Linked DNA regions of Urocitellus parryii: region 1 is linked to region 2. Evidence: chromatin contacts called from public Hi-C data. All regions are on one chromosome and are shown on one strand. Each heading gives the region's core, a stretch centred on a gene start, on an enhancer-like site or on the middle of the called end of the contact. The rest is flanking DNA. Distances are from core to core; before and after follow the strand shown.

Region 1 (6,510 bases), core at 3,126-5,625, 350 kb before region 2:
CCTTGATGGGCTAGTGAATGGGGCGACCCCTCCAGCTTCGATCCCTGAGCCACCAAGGCTGCAGGGCAGGGGTGGGGAGCTGTTTGCCAAGCGGCAGAGCCGGGCCGACAGGTATGTAGTGGAAGCTACACCTGGTCCTGGTCTTGGCCCTGGTCCTCGCCCCAGAAGTCCATCTCCTACCCCCTCGCTGCCCCCTTCATGGAAATATTCACCTAACATTCGTGCCCCACCTCCTATTGCTTATAACCCACTGCTTTCACCCTTTTTCCCCCAGGCTGCCCGAACACTCCCTAATAAGGCTCAATCTCAGGGGCCTCGGGCAACCCCCAAACAGGGCATCAAGGCTCTGGATTTCATGCGACATCAGCCCTACCAGCTTAAATCTGCCATGTTCTGTTTTGATGAGGTTCCTCCAACTCCTGGCCCCACCTCCTCAGGGACCCCCAAAACTGTTCGAGTCCAGGAAATCCGCCGATTTTCCACTCCGGCACCCCAGCCCACTGCAGAGCCCTTGGCTCCCACTGTGCTTGCCCCTCGAGCAGCCACTACACTGGATGAGCCCATCTGGAGGGCAGAGCTGGCCTCAGCCTCTGTTTCTAGCCCAATTCTTCCTCCAGAATCTCCTAGGAGTCTTGGGACCACCCCTAGCTCCTGTAGTTTCCAGGTGGCCAGGCCCAGATTCTCGGCCATCAGAACAGGATTACAGGCTCATGTATGGAAACCTGGAGCAGGGCACCAATGAGCCAGAAATAGGTCCCAGGACCATGGAGAAGTGGAACATCCAGTCTCTGAAGTGACTTCTCCTGCCCTATCATACTCTCAAGCATCAGGAGGTTAAATTCCCTCCAACCAGAAATAGTTTTGGAGTTAAGTGTCCCATCCCTAGCTTCATCCTGACTTTCCCATCTCCCTGCTGCTTTCCAACCTATTATCTCTGCTTTGGTATCTTTGCTTCTCCTTGTCTCTGTATTTACTTGCCTGGAGCTCTCTTTATCTCCTGGTCTCTCTATCCATGTGCCTCCAGAGGTCTCTATTTCTTTACATTTGTGCTTCCTCTGTGGGTCTCATTTTAATGTTCAGTGAGAAGCACACAGAATGTAACACTGGGACCTCAGGCAAGGAGCTCCCCACTAACAGTCAGCCAAGGGACTGAATTGACCCCTGTTTGTCTACCCACTCCCAGTTTTCATTCTGCTTTCTCAAGGTTATCTGGCATATTCCTAGGTATGTGTGTGTGTATGCCAGTATGTGCACGTGTGTGTGTGTGATCAGGATCTGACCTGGCAAGTGATCAGATATGCCACAGATGTGCTCTTCTGAGACAAAAGTAAGAGGGGAGGTCTAAATAAAGACCTTATCTGGGTCTTTTCCTTGTGCTGACAGAAGGGTCAGATATCCCTACATGGAATCTAGCAGGGAGAAAGAGCTACACTGAAGAATAATTCCTTAGCATCTGTAGCAGGTGCTACATCTTGTGAAACTAATGGAGTATGACAAGACTGAAGGATTGGGACAATTTTCACAGGCTAAGGTAGACCAGGAATAGAACTAAGAATTCTTCTGTTTCACTGCATTTCACAAAATTAGCAATTAGAGGTCCATGATGAGCAATTCAGTATTCAGGAAGTAAAAGAGAGAAAGAGGGAGAATTTCCTCTAAGAATGAACAAATTATTGTCTTCATTGTTTCATAAGCCTAAAACAGAAAGAAGGGCTGGGGAGAATGAGATAGAAACCAGTTGCAGAGCAGAAATGAGTGACAGTGATTGAGCCAGAGAGAAGCATGGAGAGGGCAGTCTTGGCAGAGAAACCCCACAAGAAGCCAACTGTGAACAAGAGGGGGACTGAGAAAAATTTTGAGGAAAAATAACGTATTTGTTAAAGTGAAGTGGGTTGTGGGATGTGGGATGATAGTAAGAGGGAAGCATGAGGGTGTGTGCTGAATGTTGAAAGAAGAATTTGTGTCCGTGCTATCTCCCATGAATCTATCCTTCAGTTTGTCTTCTGCAGCATGTCATGACTATCTGGGAAAGAACAGGGAAATACCCAGAACCAAAACCTCTTTTCAGTCCTACTCCATTCCTAGCTTGTGTTCCTTTTCAGCTTTAGTTCCTAATTTCCAATCCTAGAAGAGTATGGATTCACCTCTCACCAAGACTACCACCAGCCACATTTGCTGTTTGATCTGGAAAATGATCATTTCCTTTACCTACAGGGTGTGAGTCACAGTCCTTTGGTTTGTGCACAAGAATAAACTTATGCCCCATACTTTCTATTGCTGTCATCTCTTCTGATTTTATACACAAATCCTGACCCCACCTTGATCGCCTCTGACCCATTCCTCTAATTCAATTTCAGATTTCTATTTCCAATCCTGCCCTTCATTTTTCAGTCCTTTGCCCTTCATTCCCTAGTCTTTTACTCCTATCAAATATATCCTTCTTTGATTTAAGCACCTCCACCTCTCCTCTTTATTTCTTCTCAGTGCAGTCTCCATCAGATTTCTCCTCCTCTCCTTCTACTGCTCCTTTTCAGGCAAGGAAATTGCGAGAAGTTTGCCATCAACATTTCCTACTTATAGGAAACATCCATGTTAAACATTCGCTGGGAATTAAATGAAGGGATAGTAAAAGGTGAAAGATTTATATGAGATAAATGAAGGAATAGTAATGAATGAGAAGGGAGAGTAAAGAAAGAAAGTTGGAGGAGTGGATTGAGGCTAATAGAGAAAGGAAGGCATCAGAATCCGGAGAGACTGAGAAGGAAAGTGCCATTGCTCAAATTAACCAGCAGAGGGCATATTTGTGCCAATAACTAGATGTTTGCAAACACCAGAGACCATAGGGCTAAATAGCCTGTCTTCACCCACTAAAGTAGTTCTAGATATTGAATCATATGACATTAAACTTTGAGTTTGTTTTTTAGAGGTGATGATGAAATCACCTTTTACTACTTGTGTTTCTTCTTCTAAGTTGCTTCCTTGTGTTGGGAAGGAACAGAGGAGGAAGACTAAAGATGAAGGATCTGGAAGCATAGCTGGTCTGGACAGAAACCAATGTGGTAGTAGGTGGGGGAACTTTGAGCCCCTATCCTGAACCTGGAAAGTATAGGATGGAAGGAGGGTAGGAACAGGAAAAGTGGAGACGTCCCAGAGGGACAGGAGTATATTCTGTAAACTTCAAAAACCATTTCCTGCTGGGCACAGTGGCCTATGCCTGTAATCCCAGCAGCTCAAAGGCTGAGGCAGGAGAATCTCAAGTCCAAAAGGCATTCTCAGCAATAGTAAGGCGCGAAGCAACTCAGTGAGATCCTGTCTCAAAATAAAATACAAAATGGGGCTGGGGATGTGACTCAGTGGTTGAGTGTCCCTAGCTCAGAGCTCAATCCCTAATACAAAAAAAAAAAAAAAAAAAAAATCCTGAGGCAGCTGTAATAGTGCAATAGTGGTGGCTGCAGGAATGTAGCATCTGGTTCTAGACCCTGAAAAGAAGTTGGAGAAAGATCCAAAATGTTTCTGTAGCTACTGAGGAAGGTGCTGTACAAATGACAGCCTTCCTCCAAAGGGGCACTCAAGCTTGTACCTTTGCCAAGAGGCTTCTTTAGAACAGTACAAATAGGACAGTCCAGATCTTATATAGAGTGTATGTTTCTCTTTAAAGAAATCCAAAGTAGGAACCTTGGAGAGCAAGGCATGGGCAGGTCAGAAGCCTACAAGACCTTCTCAGGGAGATAACATCTATCCTACACAGCAGGCTGAACAGAGCACCCCAGCAGCAAACAGGAACCAAAACACAGATTGTGGTGTCCACCTATTCTTAGAACTTCCAGAGTGTAAGAGGAAAGAAAAGGGAGTGAAGAGTCAGAAGAATTGGTGGTCTTCCCCACACATCCCTTACTGCACTGCATTTCATTAATTTGCTCTCTCAGAGGAAAAAAAAAACTAGGTATTTTTAAAAAGAAGTTCAATTATGAAGACATCCATCCTGTCTTCAAATATAATGCCTTAATCTTTCCTACTTCTAAATATACCCACAGGTCCCTCCAGCTTTGGCCTGGAGCGGCTCTGAGTGACTGCAGGGCACATTTTCTAGGTTCTCTTTCTTCTACTCTGAATTTAACTTCCCTTTTCCTTTCCCTCTATCTTCAATTTCTCCCTGAATGCTTCTTTGGATTTCAGACTCTAGGTGCAAAGGGGATCCCCTAGGGAGATTGATTCCTAGCTCAGTCAGCTCAGTGGGAGTATCCCAAAGGCCCTTCTCCCCTTCTTGAGCCTCTGGGCAAGGAGGGCGGGATCTTGGTTCCAGGGTCTCAGTACCCCCTGTGCCATTTGAGCTGCTTGCACTCATCATCTCTATTAATAACCATCCTCCCTCCCCCACTGCCAGTGCTGCCCCCACGCCTGCCCAGCTCGGTTCTCCGGTCACAGCAGCTGGGTCCTCCAAAGCTGCTGAACCCCAGGGAGAGCTGATCACCAACTAAGCAGCCGGTAAGTGTGCTATGACTTAAGGTGCTGGAGCTCACTTGGTTAACTTCTGTGTCTGCAATTGTGATTCTTGACCCTTGGGTAGTAGCCCTTTCCCCTCCTATTATGCTTAGCTCCCAGCTGTCCAGGGGAAACCAGAGAGCTGGAAAGAGAAGAGCCCAGAAAGTTGCAGGGAGGCATTTGATGAATGGGTAGGGGTTCTGAGGCCCCAATAAGTTAGTAGAATTGTGGATGTGTTTGTGAGGCAAGACTCAGCAGAAGACTCAGCATGTCTCTGCATGCCAACTGCTGTTAAGGAGGGGTTGGAGTCTCTATCTTTTCCCAGCTTGTCTCCAACCATGGCCAGATCCTATTACTATGTTCTTGTCCTCCCTCAATTCTCTACTGCTATGGTATTGACTGACTTGTGACATGGTTCAAATGCTCCTTGGTTCCCCAAACCCATTTGAGCTCTGGGGTCTGGGGCATGAGTGACTGTAGCAACAGGGAGCACAGCCATGACCTCTCAGGCCATGTTCCAGCTGGCCCATTGGAGGAGCAACAACCTCTCCTTCCTATGGAGAATGTTTTTGGCTGAATATCCTGAACCCTGGCAGAACATTTCTCCACCCCCTTGGGACTTGGAGGAAGACTGAGGAGAGACCAGAGCCTGAAATCAACCCCAGTCTTGATATCCCAATACAAGTAAAAACTTCAAATCACACCAAACCCATGAAACTTGGGTGCACTGTCCTGTGCGAGTTGTTCTTGTTTTCTTTTAAACACCCCTTTCCCTCAGCTATGTTTCTTATAAAATATTTCTATGTAAAATAGCCCATAAGAGGTTGGTAGAAGGTAAGGACAGGGTACATCTCTGTTTCTGACTCTGTTTCCAAAGAAAACAGAACCCCTAAGACAGTGGATTTTCATCTTTTGGGGAAATACATATTTCTTTGAAAACCTGAGGAAATTTTCCCCTTAAGCCTTCTCAGGTTAAGAAATATTGCTCTACTATAAACACTTTTCCCAGTTCCTGTAAATCCTCTAAACCCTATTCCTACCCCATCCAGGTAGAATATACCTCCAAAATGCCGCTCTCAGGAACCCCAGCCCCCAACAAGAAGAGGAAATCCAGCAAGCTGATCATGGAACTCACTGGAGGTAGGCAAGTTTGCAGCTCCCTCATGTGGGACTTCTTATTAAAAGCATCCCTAACCCACCAATCCAACAAATAACATAAAGTTATAAATGTGTTGGGGTGAACAAACGAGAGCAATTCCAGGGTGGGGGGTATGGGTATGAGAGGAGAAGTAAGAAGGGCAGGCAGAATTCAACATTGACTACTCACCCTTCCATCCTTTCCACCTTATAATCTGGGACAATATACTGCCATATTAGCCAGCTCAGTTCCAGGACCATAGGATCTATGGTCAGTGAGGTATGTTTGAGGAAGAAACTATGATGGAGATTGACACAGGCTAAGGTTCCAGTATATGGTTAATTTTCTTATATCTTTCCACAGAGCTAGGGAACTGGTTTAACATTTAAAATGGGAAATTGCACAAGTATGTTTCCTGGGAATAAACATGAGTGCATGGATGTGAAGAGCTCCTTCTTCTTCTTCCTTTTCTTCTTGTCCTTTCTCCTCCTCCCCTTCCCTTCCTCCTCCTCTTCCCCCTCCTTCACTTCTCCTTCTCCTCCTCCTCCTTCTTGAGTTCTTTTGATAACTGGAGGCTCTTTGAAGTCAAAGAGTCCACTAAGAAGAAGAAAAGGGAAAGAACTTAAAACAAAAGTATGTGGTCATACGTAGCCAATTCCACATAGGATTAGCCTATCAACTTTCTTTCATGCCACAAATTTTTCAGTAGCTCTATCTATGATGTTCTTTTATACCTTTTGTCCCAAGCCTGTGCCACTTTTAACCCTCTTTACCTCTCTACTCTAGTATTTCCACTGTCTCCCAGTACTCCAACTTCAAACCCAGGAAATAAAAATCTCTTATATACTAGACAGACCTTGTTCAGACATCACAGGCAACATCCAGTCCTC
Region 2 (6,170 bases), core at 2,894-5,393:
GTGGTGCTGAGGATGAACCCAGGGCCTCCACTAAGCCACAACCCCATCCCCAAGCATTATTCTTTGTATTCATGAAGTTAACAGAATTAGCAACAGAATACAGCTATTTCCTCAGTTACATTCTACAGTTGCAATGTGCAATGTTAGGAGCTTTGTGCAGCTCTGAAGAAAGTCCACTGTTTAAAGTTACCAATCAGAGGGCAGATTCAGGAGCATGGAACTGGTAAAACATTGTTGTTTCCTTAGCAAGGAAGTTCCTTCATTCCCAGGAGCTGCTGTGCCTGAGAATAAGGTCAAAGCTGATAAGACTCTAGCATGGAGGACATCTCCATATGCCTTTACACAGAAACTTTCCCAGTCAACAAGTATGCCATAGGCATGAAGTCATCAGGGAGCCCAACCTCAGACACTAGTCTCCCAGTCACTATCACCACTCTCCACACATAAAAATGTATATCTTTATTTCATGGAAGCTCTATTAAACATTACTGTCATGATGTTCAGAATAATACAATTATTTTTCAAAACTGTTTGGAGGGGCTGGGATTGTGGCTTAGAGGTAGAGCGCTCGCCTAGCATGTGAGGCCCTGGGTTCGATCCTCAGCACCACATAATAAAATAAAATAAAGGTATTGTGTCCAACTACAACTAAAAGTAAATGTTAAAAAAAAAAAAACTGCTTTGACTATTCTGGATGCTCACATCATTTGGGCCTCTGCCTCCCTTCATCAGGAAGGAGTCAGAGATAGTAGTGGTAGAAAGAGCAGGTATACTGGAACTTCAGGAGGTAATATTTCAGAGGGTAGATGTTGTAGGAAGTGAGGGTTTGGGGCATCCAAATTTTGTGAACTAGTAAAAATTCCACATGATCAGGAGATTGGATTAAACATCCAAAGTTCCTTGCAGTGCAAATATTCTGTGGTTTTTTACATAGAATATTCTAACTTCTTATATTCAAACTTGTGAAGTGTAATAGGGAATATATATCATCTCATTTAACTCTTGGAGGAGAGCTTCATGCAAGGAATATATCAACTGGGCAGAGTAGTTAGTTTTCTCACCTCATATCCAGAGCTGCATGGAAGGAATCCTAATATTTCCTTTTTATAATACATGGAGATGGGATTAAGTATAGTAGGTAAAAACTTGGACTCTGGAGCCAGACTTCATTTTTTTAAAACCCAGATCTTCCACTTACTAGTTAAAAAACCCTGGCAAGTTATTTATAATCTCTGTGCCTTAAGTTTCTTTCTGTTAACATAGAATGATAAATAATAGTAATTATCTGGGAGTGAGGTGGCACATGCCCATAATCCCCAGTGGCTTGGGAGGCTGAGGCAGGAGGATCACGAGTTCAAAGCCAGCCTCAGCAACTTAGCAAGGTTCTAAACAGCTTAGCAAGACTTTGTCTCAAAATAAAATATAAAAAGGGTTGGGGGACTGGGATTGTATCTCAGCTGTAGAGTGTTTGCCTAGCATGTGTGAGGCACTGGGTTCAATCCTCAGCATCACATAAAAATAAATAAAGGTATTGTGTTCATCTAAAATAACATTTTTTTTTTTTTAATGGGCTGGGGATGTGGCTCAGTGGTTAAGAGCCCCTGATTTCAATCTCTGGTACCAATAATAATAATAATAGTAATTATCTCCAGGTTATAAGGATTAAAAGTGAATATATATAAAGCACTTAAAACATCATGAGGAAAACAATGGAAATCACATAATATGCACTGTAAAATGTTGCAATTACTAACAAAATGGCATAAATTCTAGGAGGAACAAATGACTCATGAGCTTTCAGAAAAAAAAAAAAATGAGAGGCCAAATTGTTTCTAAAAATTTCCTGGGCTAAAGGAGAGATTTTAAAAAATATTGGCCTTTACTTACCACCTTTTATTTTCCTGCTTCCCCTTTGAATTCAGTTTCTTAACCAGGAAGGTATAATCCTCTCGTTAGGTAGAAATATTTGGAGAAATGTATTTTTCTCACCATGTGTATGACATGTCATCATCACCAGCTGCTGAACTTTTTTCAGGCTGGACGGCAACTAGAAGCAGAGCAGGCTTACAAGTACACACTAAAGGTACGATGCATATACCTCTGTCATTTTGCCTGCACCATGCTGAGGTTGGGAAACAAGGAGGAAGGTGCCGATTTCATTCAGGACTTTAGAGCGTTTCATGATGTGAATATTTTTAGAGAGATTTTTCTTACTGTCTTTGCCATCATCATGGGGCTGCTAGGTTTTTACCTGTAACCTACATGTTGTCTAGGTGATCTTTTTTTCCACTGTTTTAGAATATAGCTTAATGGGAGAAAAGAAACAAGGAACCCCACACTATAGCTATTTTACCTCCAGGGCTTGTTTAGGTATTCCACCCAATGATATTAGCTTACATTGGCCACAGTCAGTCATCTGACTACCTCCAGCTGCCAAGGAAGCAGGAATGTGATTTTTGAACTGATTAGTATTGCTGCCCTGGGAAGAAATTAAGATTTTGCTAGTAAGAGAAGGTTATTCAGCAGGTTACTAGATGGCTTTCTTACAAACCTAGATTCTAAAATTAAATTCAGATAATCATGAAAGCTCATAGCCCCTGATGCATTTTGAGAAAGTAAAGGTACCCATATAAACAAAATAAGGCTCTAAAGTATTTTAATAGAGCTTCCATTGAAATAAATATAGGAAAAGCCAATCCCATCCCTGGGGACTTTGCTCTTTAGCTGTGGCCCCATAAATGAGGGGTCATCTTCAAAGATACTTAGGTGTATCAGATATAACCTGTGTACTTCCCTTCCTTGTTCCTGTAGCTGAAACTGAAAGATGAGGCTCTACTTGCAGAAATCCACACAGTACAGGAGATGGTTGGTTTCGGAAATCCATCTTTCTGACATCCTTAAAACTGAAGAATTTTCTGTATGGGACTCTGAGCTCCTTTCCTTTCCTGAGAAAGTTTCACCATATGAAGCCTAGAGCTGGAGAACCAAAGAATGTTTGTTTTCAATGAAGAGAAACTCATTCATTTATTTCCATTGGCTGTTACTGGATATTTTACTAATCCATATAAACTGGATCATAATAAAAATGTAAACAAGAGACAGACAATTCATCAGTGTGGTTCTGGAGGTAGGGTATACTAAACTATAAGTAGTATGTACTATATATATATATATATATATATATATATATATATATATAGATCATATAAATGTATAAATCATTATATAATTTATGTATAGAAATTAAATTAAGGTACAGTGGAGTCACAGTCAGCTGCCAATGTCCATAGCCAGGTTCACGTACTGGAACTTGGAATTAAGCCATCATCTTCAAAGGTGGGCCTAAAAGACTCCTATGCTGGGTCAACTTACTAGAGCAAAGAGCATAGTAGTTGTGGCCAGGACCTTTGGAACCAACGATGAACTAAGAAGCTTTGCTGCAGTCTGAGGTTCTAACTCCTAATGAACCAGGGGTATTTTCATGGATCTAAACCACAAGGTCTATGAAGACAACACCCTATAAGAAATGCCAATCTCTTCACTGAAGATGACAAATCATACTCCACTTCTGCCTTCTTGGATCACAGTACAGCAAAAGCAGGAATAAAGGTTCTCCTAATATGATGTGACTGCCTCTGGGAGTGGGAAAAGAGTAAGAGGAAAAGTGAGAGGCAAACTAGTAAACAGAAAGATAAACTCCTTGTCTCGGCCCAAACGCTGTCCCCTTTGCGAAGTCTCCCGAGAAAATCCCGGCGTCACCTTCTCGGCTTCCCTTTCTCTACTTACCCCCGCTGTGAGTACAGACCGCCCTTAGCTTTTCTGGTGCGCTCCCACCGACTCCCTACTAGACAGAGCTCCCTGAGGGGAGAGGACAGCACCCTTTTGTATTTAGGTTCTCAGGACGGCGCCGCGGCACCACCAGGTGCTCAAAACACGTTTGCGGGATGTATGGGTTTGGGGAACACTTAGCCCTCCCCTGAACGTGACCGGCATTTTCCCCAGTTCCCCACTCCAGCGGGCACTCATCCCAGAGAGGGTCACACATCCACTCCTAAGAACTAGACCGCCCCGAAGGCCGCATGGTGTAGCACCCTGGGAACAAGGTGGGGGAGAGCGGAAGAGGCGGGGCGAGGGGACGCCAGCTTCCGGGACTGCGGCGTTTGGGTTCCGGAAGCTCCGGGGCGTCCCAGCAGCTGGGCGCCGACTCTCCCAGTCGCCCTGCGACTTCACCTGCGGGTCTGTATCAGCAGCGGGACGATCCGAGGAGTCGCACGTGGACCCCACCATGGTCCACCTCAGTGAGTCATCGTGGCCCGCGGGACCTTCCGGGCGGTGGCGGGAGCTGGGGCGTCCAGGACTAGAGGCAGCAGCGCTCTCCTAGGCGCGCTGGATCAGCCACACAGCGTTACAGTTGACCCTCTGCTCAAATTTTCCTTCCAGAAACCCTCATCTCACTTTACAGATGAGGCAGTTAAGGGTATGACAAAGTCAAAGAGTTTGTAAATGGTAGGCCTTTTCGGAATGGATTTGGGAATGAGGCGAGCATTTCTGGCTGGAGCAGTGAAGGGATGTTTCACAAAGAGGATGGTATCTAAGCCACATGAACTAGAAAACATTGGGATTGAAGACATTTGAGTGGAAGAAGGGAATTGTTCCTCTGACTATCTCATTTTTGCCTGCTTTGTGCTCTCTGATCTTGTGTCTTAACCAATTATTTCTCTATAGCTACCCTCCTCTGCAAGGCCTATCATGGGGGCCATTTAACCATCCGCCTTGCTCTGAGTGGCTGCACCAATCGGCCCTTTTACCGTATTGTGGCGGCTCACAACAAATGTCCCAGGGATGGCCGTTTCGTGGAGCAGGTGGGCTCTTATGATCCACTGCCCAACTGTCATGGAGAAAAACTCGTTGCCCTCAACCTGGAAAGGATCCGGCATTGGATTGGCTGTGGAGCCCACCTCTCTAAGCCTATGGAGAAGCTTCTGGGTAACTCAGCTCTGGTCTTAACTCATTGGGGGGATTTTACACTGAAGTCAGTTCTAAGTTCTCATCATCTGAGATTGAAGAATGTTTTTCATTCCCTCCAGACTGCTCAGGACTGGAGTGGAAACTGAAGTTGTGATCTAATTGTCATTTGGAATCTGGAGATTCCTTTTATGGACTTCTTTATGAAGCCTTTATAAGTGGCTGGGATTTTATGCTAAAAATGGGAATAACATATCTCCAATGGCCATCTGTTAGTTTATCTTTTTTTCAAGTAAGGAGAATAATGTTAGGAAACAGACATCATCCACTGACTCCTTGCAGTAAATGGAGGGAGGAGGTTGGAGGAAGAGGAAGGAGAAAGTTGGGTAGGTGAGAGGCATTTACATCCATACTCTGGGTCTGAACTCAGACCTCAATTCTGTGAGGCAAACTTCTCAGGGAAACATTGGCTTGTAGTCTATTATAATAAATGAATATCCTGTTGCTTTTAGGTCTTTCTGGCTTTTTCCCTCTGCATCCCATGGTGATCACAAATGCTGAGAGACTGCGAAGAAAACGGGCACGTGAACTTCTCTTAGCTTCACAGAAAACAGATACAGAAGCTATAGAAACAGAAGCAAGTTGACTTCAGTGAATATAACAGTGGTTACAAAGTCAAGGTCCCCTAAAACACTTGTGTGGAGCTCATAAATTTGTTGGGTTTGGAGGTCAATAAATGGAGTTTTCTAAGTTACCATATTCTTCTGGCCTAGCTTAAGCGGAGCCCAGAGATTTGTTTTTGTATAAGAGCTGGGTCTAGATATTAAGCATTTCTGGATGTCATTTTGGGGAAAAACTGTAGCTGTGGGGAAGATTGGACTTTGGGTTGTCCTTGGATCATTTGGGCAAATTTACAATTAAAGTTCAAAACTTTCCTGCTTCAAAAACTCCCATGGGGCTGGGGATGTGGCTCAAGCAGTAGCGCGCTCGCCTCGCATGCGTGCGGCCCGGGTTCGATCCTCAGCACCACATGCCAACAAAGATGTTGTGTCCGCCGAGAACTAAATAAAATAAATGTTGGAAATTCTCTCTCTCTCTCTCTCTCCTCTCTCACTCTCTCTTTAAAAAAAAAAAACAACAAAAAAAAAACTCCCAACCAGAGTGACTTGACCTATCCAAATGTTTCCTTAATCATTCTTGATCAT

Evidence for each region. A called contact is a pair of places that touch in the nucleus more often than the background predicts.
Region 1: a contact with region 2 is called in a Hi-C map of muscle, with 2.8 times the contacts expected there. The contact joins the promoter of Myoz1 here to the promoter of Mrps16 in region 2. A contact is called at or near these places in 2 of 2 Hi-C or Micro-C datasets (liver and muscle).

What each region holds. Positions count from the first base shown.
Region 1 is chr5:160,932,046-160,938,555 of mUroPar1.hap1, reverse strand. It overlaps Myoz1 (myozenin 1), which reads left to right and starts at 4,375. Exons shown (of 6, transcript XM_026390227.2): 1 at 4,375-4,485; 2 at 5,532-5,622. The coding sequence starts at 5,550. Synpo2l (synaptopodin 2 like) reads left to right here. Exons shown (of 4, transcript XM_026390170.1): 4 at 1-2,272. The coding sequence ends at 742.
Region 2 is chr5:160,577,242-160,583,411 of mUroPar1.hap1, reverse strand. It overlaps Mrps16 (mitochondrial ribosomal protein S16), which reads left to right and starts at 4,143. Exons shown (of 3, transcript XM_026390244.2): 1 at 4,143-4,298; 2 at 4,726-4,986; 3 at 5,478-6,052. The coding sequence starts at 4,286. The coding sequence ends at 5,611. Cfap70 (cilia and flagella associated protein 70) reads left to right here. Exons shown (of 28, transcript XM_026390245.1): 27 at 2,036-2,083; 28 at 2,812-3,121. The coding sequence ends at 2,892.